Regions from separate parts of the Arabidopsis thaliana genome. Here region 2 is linked to region 1. The links are chromatin contacts, called in public targeted proximity ligation maps. All regions are on one chromosome and are shown on one strand. The core of a region is the stretch at or near the end of the contact, and the rest is flanking DNA. Distances in the headings are between cores, read along the strand shown. Region 1 holds the start of MLO2 (Seven transmembrane MLO family protein). Region 2 holds the start of AT1G11390 (Protein kinase superfamily protein).

Region 1 (4,256 bases), core at 517-3,016:
TGGTTTGTCAATTAACAATAATGTATAATTTACATATCTGTTTTTTTTGCGATTTTTTTTTTTTTTACATATATGTATGCCTCAGCATGCATTGTTATTTGTTGACTCTTTGAACTTAAGTTGTGTCCAATTGTGTCAGTCATAAATATGAACACGTGTTAAATATTATAGAGAAAGATTTGAGTTTTTACAATCTTATAATCCACTCTCCATAGTTTATATATGTACATGCACGATCAGTTTTAACTAATAATCATAAACATATATGTACATGTACAATCAATCTCATATGCAATCAAAGTAAATATAAATTAAAAAAAATGTATATATGGATCTCGTTTAGTTTAAATTCTAAACGTATATTGTCGAAGGAGAAAAACTATAATTTTGTTTGTGTATATTGATTGATTCTTCAGTAATTTCTTCAACTATTCTGATATATATATATATATATATATATATATATATCTACTTGCAATCATAGTTTAAAGATGTTATTTCTGTTAGATGTTTAATCTTGTTTTTTTCTGTCAGTAGTCTTTAATCACGTGCCAAGTAAGCAAAACACTCTCATTATTTTAAAGAATGTTGATTAAATAAACATTCGATGGGCGATGGCTATTGGAAACTGGAAAGTCAGCTAAATACAACAATTTTCCACTTAACATTCTAATTATCTAACTATTAATTATTAATCATTGCTGCATGCCTCTGTTCAACTGTACAGGCTGTTTTCGAATATTTTGTAGAGTACAACTTATCAAAAAATCCCAAACTCTTTTATCTGACAATAATATTTTAAGATATAAGAAATAGTCATAGTATCATATTTTTCAAACTATACAATTTTTATAATTTCATTAAAAGGCAAAATAAAAACCAGGTTACGTAATTAATTTAATAGTCAAATGTTTGCTACAATAATATATTTACAATTCTAGTTACATCTAAGTGTAATAAAATTACAATTCCATTATAGATAGTATAATGGATGATAAAACTTTTGTACAGTTGATAGTAAGAAAATTTAATAAAATATAGGATATTAACAAGAAAAAAAAAACAAAAAAAAAAAAACACGTTAATGGGTAAACTTCGAAACTGAAATTTTTGTAGAAAAAAACAATCACATCATCAATGTATCTTTCAAAATAATGTTTTGACAACTTATCAGTCACTTTTAATTGGGTGTGTTAGAAATAGAGGTACAGTTTAAAGTTTTTATTAGGTTTTGGGTGGTAAGGTGTGTTAGAAATCAGTTTATTTTTTAATCAGTCATTGGTGGTGGTGGAAAATATCATTTTCAAATTTCAAGTAGCAATTATGGGTGAAATTTCTTGTATAAATTTCAAGTAGCAATTAATATATCTTTTTTTATATATAGAAAATTTACATTTTGGTAAAAATTTAAATTAAAAAAAGGAGCATGGTTATATCTTGAATCTTGGTATCTACGAGCATATTATTTAGATATAACAAACAAGTTGGGAATAGACAAAACAAAATGACGAACTTTCCAACGAAAGATCCCATTATAGTAATGTTATTCTTATTTATACTTATACAATCTCTAGTGGCTTCCAAAGTACACAAAATGGGAGTATTATACCAACAAAAATAAACGACTAATGAATCAAAAAATTCAAAATTTGCTTTATTTTATTCTGAAAATCTAACGAGCTGAAACCAAAATGTTATAGATTTAAAATAGAAACAAAACACCGATGATTGACCCAATAAAAAGCAAAATAAAGTAGACCAAAAAGAATAATGGTTATGCTGATAATTGAGGAGTCGTCGTCACTCGTCACATGAGAGGAACAACAAGAAAAGTCAAAACGTTGAAGCTTTCTCGAATAACGCCTTCTTTAGTTTACAGTCTCTCGTTGCGGGTCTTATCTTCTTCTTCTTCTTCCCTCTTTCGTCTGCTCTATATTATGACCAGATTCAAAATTGCGTAGCGTACTAATTCAATATAGAGAGAAGTTAGATCAAAAGAAGAACACGAAACTCTGACTGTGTCTCTCTTTCTCTTCGTGTGTTTCTATATTTATATATAAAAAGACAAGATCTCTGGTCTGGAATTAGAAGAATCTTATTTGGGGTTTTTTCTTAGGATTAAGCTCTAATGGCAGATCAAGTAAAAGAGCGGACTTTAGAGGAGACCTCTACGTGGGCAGTTGCTGTTGTTTGCTTTGTCTTACTCTTTATTTCGATTGTCCTCGAACATTCTATTCACAAAATTGGAACCGTAAGTCTCTTTATATTTCTCCTTATTTCAAGATTCCCCTGTTTCTTGCTCTGCTTTCTGCTCTGTTTCTTTAATTACTGCTCTGTTTTTTTGGATTTGTTTAGTTCTTCTCCTATCACTATCAACACTACTAAATCTGTGAGAATAACGAAAATATCTGATCATTCCTTTTTTTGTGCCTTAAACAGTGGTTTAAAAAGAAGCACAAGCAGGCTCTTTTTGAAGCTCTTGAAAAGGTCAAAGCAGGTAACTATCTTTTTCTACTTAACTTGATCCATTATCAACAAGCTTCTTATCTTTTTCTACTTAACTTCATCCATTAACAAGCTCCTGATTTTGTTTTCTACGTAACTTCATTCAGAGCTTATGCTGTTGGGATTCATATCACTACTACTCACAATTGGACAAACACCAATCTCAAATATCTGCATCTCCCAGAAAGTTGCGTCAACAATGCACCCTTGCAGTGCTGCTGAAGAAGCTAAAAAATACGGCAAGAAAGACGCCGGAAAGAAAGATGATGGAGATGGAGATAAACCCGGTCGAAGACTTCTTCTTGAGTTAGCTGAATCTTATATCCATAGAAGAAGTTTAGCCACCAAAGGCTATGACAAATGTGCAGAGAAGGTAACTAATAATCTCCCTTCTCTCTCTATATAAAAATCATTCTCTGCTTGTTAAACCGATGGAATTTTGATTTCTATTGATGGATTTACTCAGGGGAAAGTGGCTTTTGTATCTGCTTATGGAATCCACCAGCTGCATATATTCATCTTCGTGCTCGCGGTTGTTCATGTTGTTTACTGCATTGTTACTTATGCTTTCGGAAAGATCAAGGTAACTAACATTTCTTGTGACTTACGCAGTTGTTAAGGCGAGAAAAAGAGTGTATGCAAAAGATTTTTATACTTGTTTTCTTGAGTATTGCAGATGAGGACGTGGAAGTCGTGGGAGGAAGAGACAAAGACAATAGAGTATCAGTATTCCAACGGTATGTAAATATGTGAGTATTCGACGAAACTTAAAGACCTGAATGGGAATGAATTAGTCTTGTTATGCAGATCCTGAGAGGTTCAGGTTTGCGAGGGACACATCTTTTGGGAGAAGACATCTCAATTTCTGGAGCAAGACGAGAGTCACACTATGGATTGTTTGTTTTTTTAGACAGTTCTTTGGATCTGTCACCAAAGTTGATTACTTAGCACTAAGACATGGTTTCATCATGGTATGGAATTTATTCTTTTTATCTATTGTTCATTATAACATGTATCTCTCAAAGACAATGATCTAACATTCTACATATTTCAGGCGCATTTTGCTCCCGGTAACGAATCAAGATTCGATTTCCGCAAGTATATTCAGAGATCATTAGAGAAAGACTTCAAAACCGTTGTTGAAATCAGGTTTGGATCTAATAATGATTGCTTTATAAAGTCTGAGCAAAGCCAATTTGGATATTTTATCTTAAATCTCTGCCAACTTTATGCAGTCCGGTTATCTGGTTTGTCGCTGTGCTATTCCTCTTGACCAATTCATATGGTAACGTTCATTGCTTACTCGCAAAAACTACATTTTAGCTGCATCAATAGTCGCACAAAAGTGACATCGGTTTTCTTTTGAAACAGGATTACGTTCTTACCTCTGGTTACCATTCATTCCACTAGTCGTAAGTACAAACAAACTCTTGAACCGATTTTGTCTTTTTGCCGCCAGTTTTGTAACAGAGTGAAAATATATAACTGCAGGTAATTCTAATAGTTGGAACAAAGCTTGAAGTCATAATAACAAAATTGGGTCTAAGAATCCAAGAGAAAGGTGATGTGGTGAGAGGCGCCCCAGTGGTTCAGCCTGGTGATGACCTCTTCTGGTTTGGCAAGCCACGCTTCATTCTTTTCCTTATTCACTTGGTCCTTTTTACGGTACAATACTTGTATCCTTCACCGCTCGTTTTTTCGATCTTTTTCGGGTTTTTTCTCCTAACGGTAGAATAAATTTTCTTATCTTT
Region 2 (4,535 bases), core at 1,370-3,869, 33 kb before region 1:
ATCGGGTGATGTTACTACATGTATGCAGATGGAAGTGAATGATTGATCAAGTGATGTTTGCTACAACGGCTTTACAATTATATCATCAGTTTGGAATCATATTCTTTAGATTAGGACCAAACGCAAACACAATGTGAAATCAATTCCCATGAAGATTCAGGCATTGCGCCAAGTTCATTAATCAGATCTGACAAAACCTAACAAGTAACAACAGCCTTCTTTTCATTGATACAAATTTGGATTGGTTCCAGAAATTTCATGAGAGAAACTGCAGCCTGCCTAAAAGTTAGACAATTCATGTTGATGCTGCAGCAAGTTAAGCCGCCTTATCCTCCAGAGCCTTGAGTTCTTGCCTCCATTCTTCCAACTTAGAGAATTTCTCTAACTGCTCTGGGTTTAGGTCTCGGGAAGCAGTCTTCTGCTGTTGAGCTTCTGTGAGTCGGATCTGCAAATGTTAACAGAATGAAGCAATTACACAACCGCTAGACTGCAGATTTCTGCTATACCTCAAACACAATTTTGCTGTAAACTGAAGAAAATTGATTGAAAACCATTTGGAACATACGCTGTTACGGCTTACCAGCCACAATTAGGAATCTAGACGGTGGAGATTATATCTTCAAAGCCAAAGGTTCTCGAATGTCTTATTTTAATTAAAGCAACTGAGAAAGATGGAAATCTTACTTTCTTCTTAAGTGCGCGGATTCTTTTCTCTACGTCTTCTCCTGTGGTTCCTGGATTAGGTGCTCCCCCACATACATCATTATTTGACGAAACGTCCAAAGCCTCCATTTCAGAAGCCAATACATTCACCGATTGGGATCCATTACTAGCTGATCCATCCTCAGAGCTGTTAGCTTTTTCTGCAGTAGCCTGCAGAGGTGATAATTAGAAAGCATGTTCCATTAACCGAAGACCAAGCTAGTAGCATATGAATTGAGTTGAAACACATACCTGTAATCGCTTCTCTTTTTTACGTTCGTTCCTCTTAGCAGCTTTAGTCTTTGGTTTAGGAGCTGGATCAGGTTCATAACCTGGAGGCCCTTGTGAGGCCATCTCCTTCTTCATCTATTACAAATGAAATACAAATTAGAAAAAAGATATGTTCTATCTACATTTTTGCCCTTATTCAAACCAAGATAGAAGAGCAAAAATTTGGTAACAATTTCTGTTGAGCACTCGAACAAAGAACATAAGGGTGGTACAAATAATGAAAGCAGGCTATCCACAACCAGTACTGACTACTGAGAAAAATCAAATTTAAACGATTCATTTCCACGAGAAACAATGAGTCCAAGAACAGAATAGAGTGTTGAGGGAATAAGGATTCCATACCAGAGAACCTTTGGACTGATATTTGACAACTTCATCTTCTGGAGTATATCCAGGTCGAATCCGAATGGGTTTCCGGAGAGTACCATCAGGTCTACGTGTGGGCTCCAGAATCCTCTCACCTTCTTTAAGATTTTTGCTCAGTTCCGCCATTCGCTTTCCTTGTTCTCCGCTTCTGCTTCCCATCTGAGTCCTTCAACTTTTCAATCACCCTTGTCACTTCTCTTGTTCCTCAGCTATCAAGTATACTGTTTTCTGTATCAAATTTACAGGGTTCATTAAACAATTCATGGAGTTAAACATTTAGACAGGAAAAGGAATCTAGTTTTGGTTTAACGGTGAGTTACAACAGTTTGTTAGAAGAAGCTAAATGCACAACAGTGTAGTTCACACATTATAAAGCTTTCTAAACTCTGAAACATGTAAGCTCGTGTATCAAGAATGAGTATACAAGTTATAGCAGATATTCAAAAGATCACACAACTCAGTAGCAAACATCTGATCAACAATTCAAATTCAACTTAAAAATTGTTTAGTGAGCTGTAAGCATTAGCAACCACAAAAGAAATTCGCCATATCAAACACCACTTCCTATAACCACACAACAATCAGTTATTTCAAAACCATGCAATACAAAGTCCCAGCTCATTTTTCTGTTTTCTTATCATCAAAGTATAAACCTTTGGTGATAGAATTCCTTTGGCTGCATTTAATAACCTCACAAGCAAAATCTTCATTACAGATCCTAAAACCAAACATAACCAAAAAGACAAACTTTCCAGATTCCAGTTTCAATCAACCTTAAAGCTCAATTCAATTTCCTCTAATTTCGTCTCGTTGCTGTTAACAAAAACCGAGAACACACCAAATTTAGTTAACCTATTTTTTTTGCCGGCGGCCAGAGCTCCCTACACCTCGGCCAATCATACAGAGATATGAGAGAGAGGAAAGAGAAGAAAAAAAAAGAAAGCTGACCTACGGAGATGGTGGCTATTCTCCGTCGCCGGAGAGCCCAAATCCGGTGAAACGAAACCGGTAAATATTGGATGGAAAAGATGTTTTTATGTCGACCGTGACCTGACACCCTAAGGAATGGGATCGAGACAGCTTAATGTGGTTTAACTATGTTTTGTGTATTCTGTTTCTTCTTCTTTCTAAAGTATAAAATTAAAAAGATATGTGGACCAATCAAAATCAAAATTAGACAAGTTAATAAATACTTAGGGAGACAAAATAAAAAACTTTGGAATGAACATTTTAATTTTGACGACAAGCTGTCTTTTAGACCGACATTAAGGCTTTTTATGTTCACATCATTCCTTGGTTTGACAATGTCACACGTCGACTAAATCAAGCGTTAAGCCCACGAGATATCAATTTCCTTTTTTTGGGCCTGTCTCTCTCTCCGAACGAAATCACTGACCTGACCTGATCTCTCTCTCTCTTCCTCCGTCTCTTCTCCGTATCGGCTTTAGGTCTTCTCCGGGAAGAAAGCTTCGAACCCAATTAACGCCGGACGGTAGACTGTGACCGACTAGTCCCCAAAAGCTCAAGTCAATGAGAAAATGCTCCTCAATTTTAACGTTTTAGAGATCCATACCCAACAAGCCCTGTTTTCGCATATTCTTTCCGTTGGTTTCTCACCATCTTCGTCGCTATGTCAAGGTTTGTTTAATCAAACGGGCTTAACCACTTTCGTGGGTCTTTCATGATTTCTGATCGGATTTTTGTTTCCCATTTCCTCGGAGACTCATTTTATCTGTAAAGTTTCGACATTTACGAGTTTCAATGGTTCATACGTCTTAATGTTGATCGGATCCTTCTGTATACTCTCTTAGCTGCTTATTGCTTACTTTCTCATCATTGATTTGTTGTTGTTATTGCAGAGTTTTGATCTCTAAAATCGTTGGAAAGCAAACACAATCTCTTGTCTCGAACCAGAAAGATAGAGTGTCTCAATGGGGAAGCTATAGAACTGCTTTTACAGCTGCTCTAAGGTCGCCTCAGCTCAGAACTTACTCTTCATCTGGTAGGATTCCGAGTAATGTGTATTGTACTTTTGCCTTTAGAGATCTCAAAGGAAGTTTTTTAAGTAATCATCTGTCTCGAAGTTATACTACTGCCCCTGCAAGAAATGTAGTTAGTCATCATGCCCAAATTGCTTGGAGAAGGCTTCATTATAAGTATTCTGAGCGTATTAGTACCATTGCTCAGGCGTTTAGCTTGTCTCTTACCCGTTCGCACTTGTTAATACCTGGGATCGTTGCTGTCACTTGTGGACAAGTAGCATGGGCACAAAGAGCTCCTGGTTCGGGGATAAATCACTATGCTTCAGATAAATCTCTCTATACAAGGGCTAAGAATGGTCCTATCTTTCTGTCTTCGTTATTGTTTTCGGTTATAGAGGGTTTTATCTTGATTGGGAGGGCTTTTTATATAGCTTGTTTGTTTACTCCTACTATTCTGATGGGGCTGGTTGTGGAATCATGTGGGCCTCGTTTTAGGAAAATATGGCTTGAGATGGTCCATCGAACTCTGGAAAGAGCAGGTCCTGCTTTTATCAAATGGGGTCAATGGGCAGCCACGCGACCTGATCTATTCCCCAAGGATTTGTGTTCACAGCTCTCAAAGCTTCACAGTAATGCTCCTGAGCATAGCTTCGCCTACACTAAGAAAACTATCGAGAAGGCATTTGGTCGTAAACTTTCTGAGATATTTGAGGAGTTTGATGAGGTGCCAGTGGCATCTGGGAGTATTGCCCAAGTACATAGAGCTTCTTTAAGGTTTCAGTATCCAGGACAAAAGTCCAAGTCTTCGCTGGTTGCGGTTAAAGTTAGACATCCGGGTGTTGGTGAATCGATTAGGAGAGATTTTGTGATAATTAATTTGGTGGCAAAGATATCGACTTTAATTCCAGCTTTGAAATGGTTGAGATTGGACGAGAGTGTGCAACAGTTTGGTGTCTTCATGTTGTCTCAAGTTGATCTCGCGAGGGAAGCTTCACATTTGAGTCGGTTCATATATAACTTCCGTAGATGGAAGGATGTCTCTTTCCCTAAACCTGTGTATCCTCTTGTACATCCTGCTGTTTTGGTGGAGACATATGAGCATGGAGAAAGTGTGGCACGTTATGTTGATGGAATGGAAGGACATGAATGGATTAAGACTAGATTGGCTCACATCGGGACCCATGCCCTCTTGAA

Evidence for each region.
Region 2: a contact with region 1 is called in a targeted proximity ligation map of shoot, with 15 read pairs. A contact is called at or near these places in 8 of 26 Hi-C or Micro-C datasets (flower, leaf, root and 3 more) and 1 of 2 datasets of targeted methods (shoot).

Annotation. Positions count from the first base shown.
Region 1 is chr1:3,801,743-3,805,998 of TAIR10.1, reverse strand. It overlaps MLO2 (Seven transmembrane MLO family protein), which reads left to right and starts at 1,766. Exons shown (of 14, transcript NM_101004.4): 1 at 1,766-2,251; 2 at 2,440-2,497; 3 at 2,613-2,878; 4 at 2,972-3,088; 5 at 3,182-3,242; 6 at 3,313-3,476; 7 at 3,560-3,654; 8 at 3,741-3,790; 9 at 3,877-3,917; 10 at 3,997-4,170. The coding sequence starts at 2,129.
Region 2 is chr1:3,835,760-3,840,294 of TAIR10.1, reverse strand. It overlaps AT1G11390 (Protein kinase superfamily protein), which reads left to right and starts at 2,619. Exons shown (of 5, transcript NM_101012.5): 1 at 2,619-2,997; 2 at 3,219-4,535. The coding sequence starts at 2,990. It overlaps PYM (partner of Y14-MAGO), which reads right to left and starts at 2,546. Exons shown (of 6, transcript NM_001331983.1): 1 at 2,308-2,546; 2 at 1,336-1,587; 3 at 955-1,068; 4 at 685-873; 5 at 1-445. The coding sequence starts at 1,518. The coding sequence ends at 317.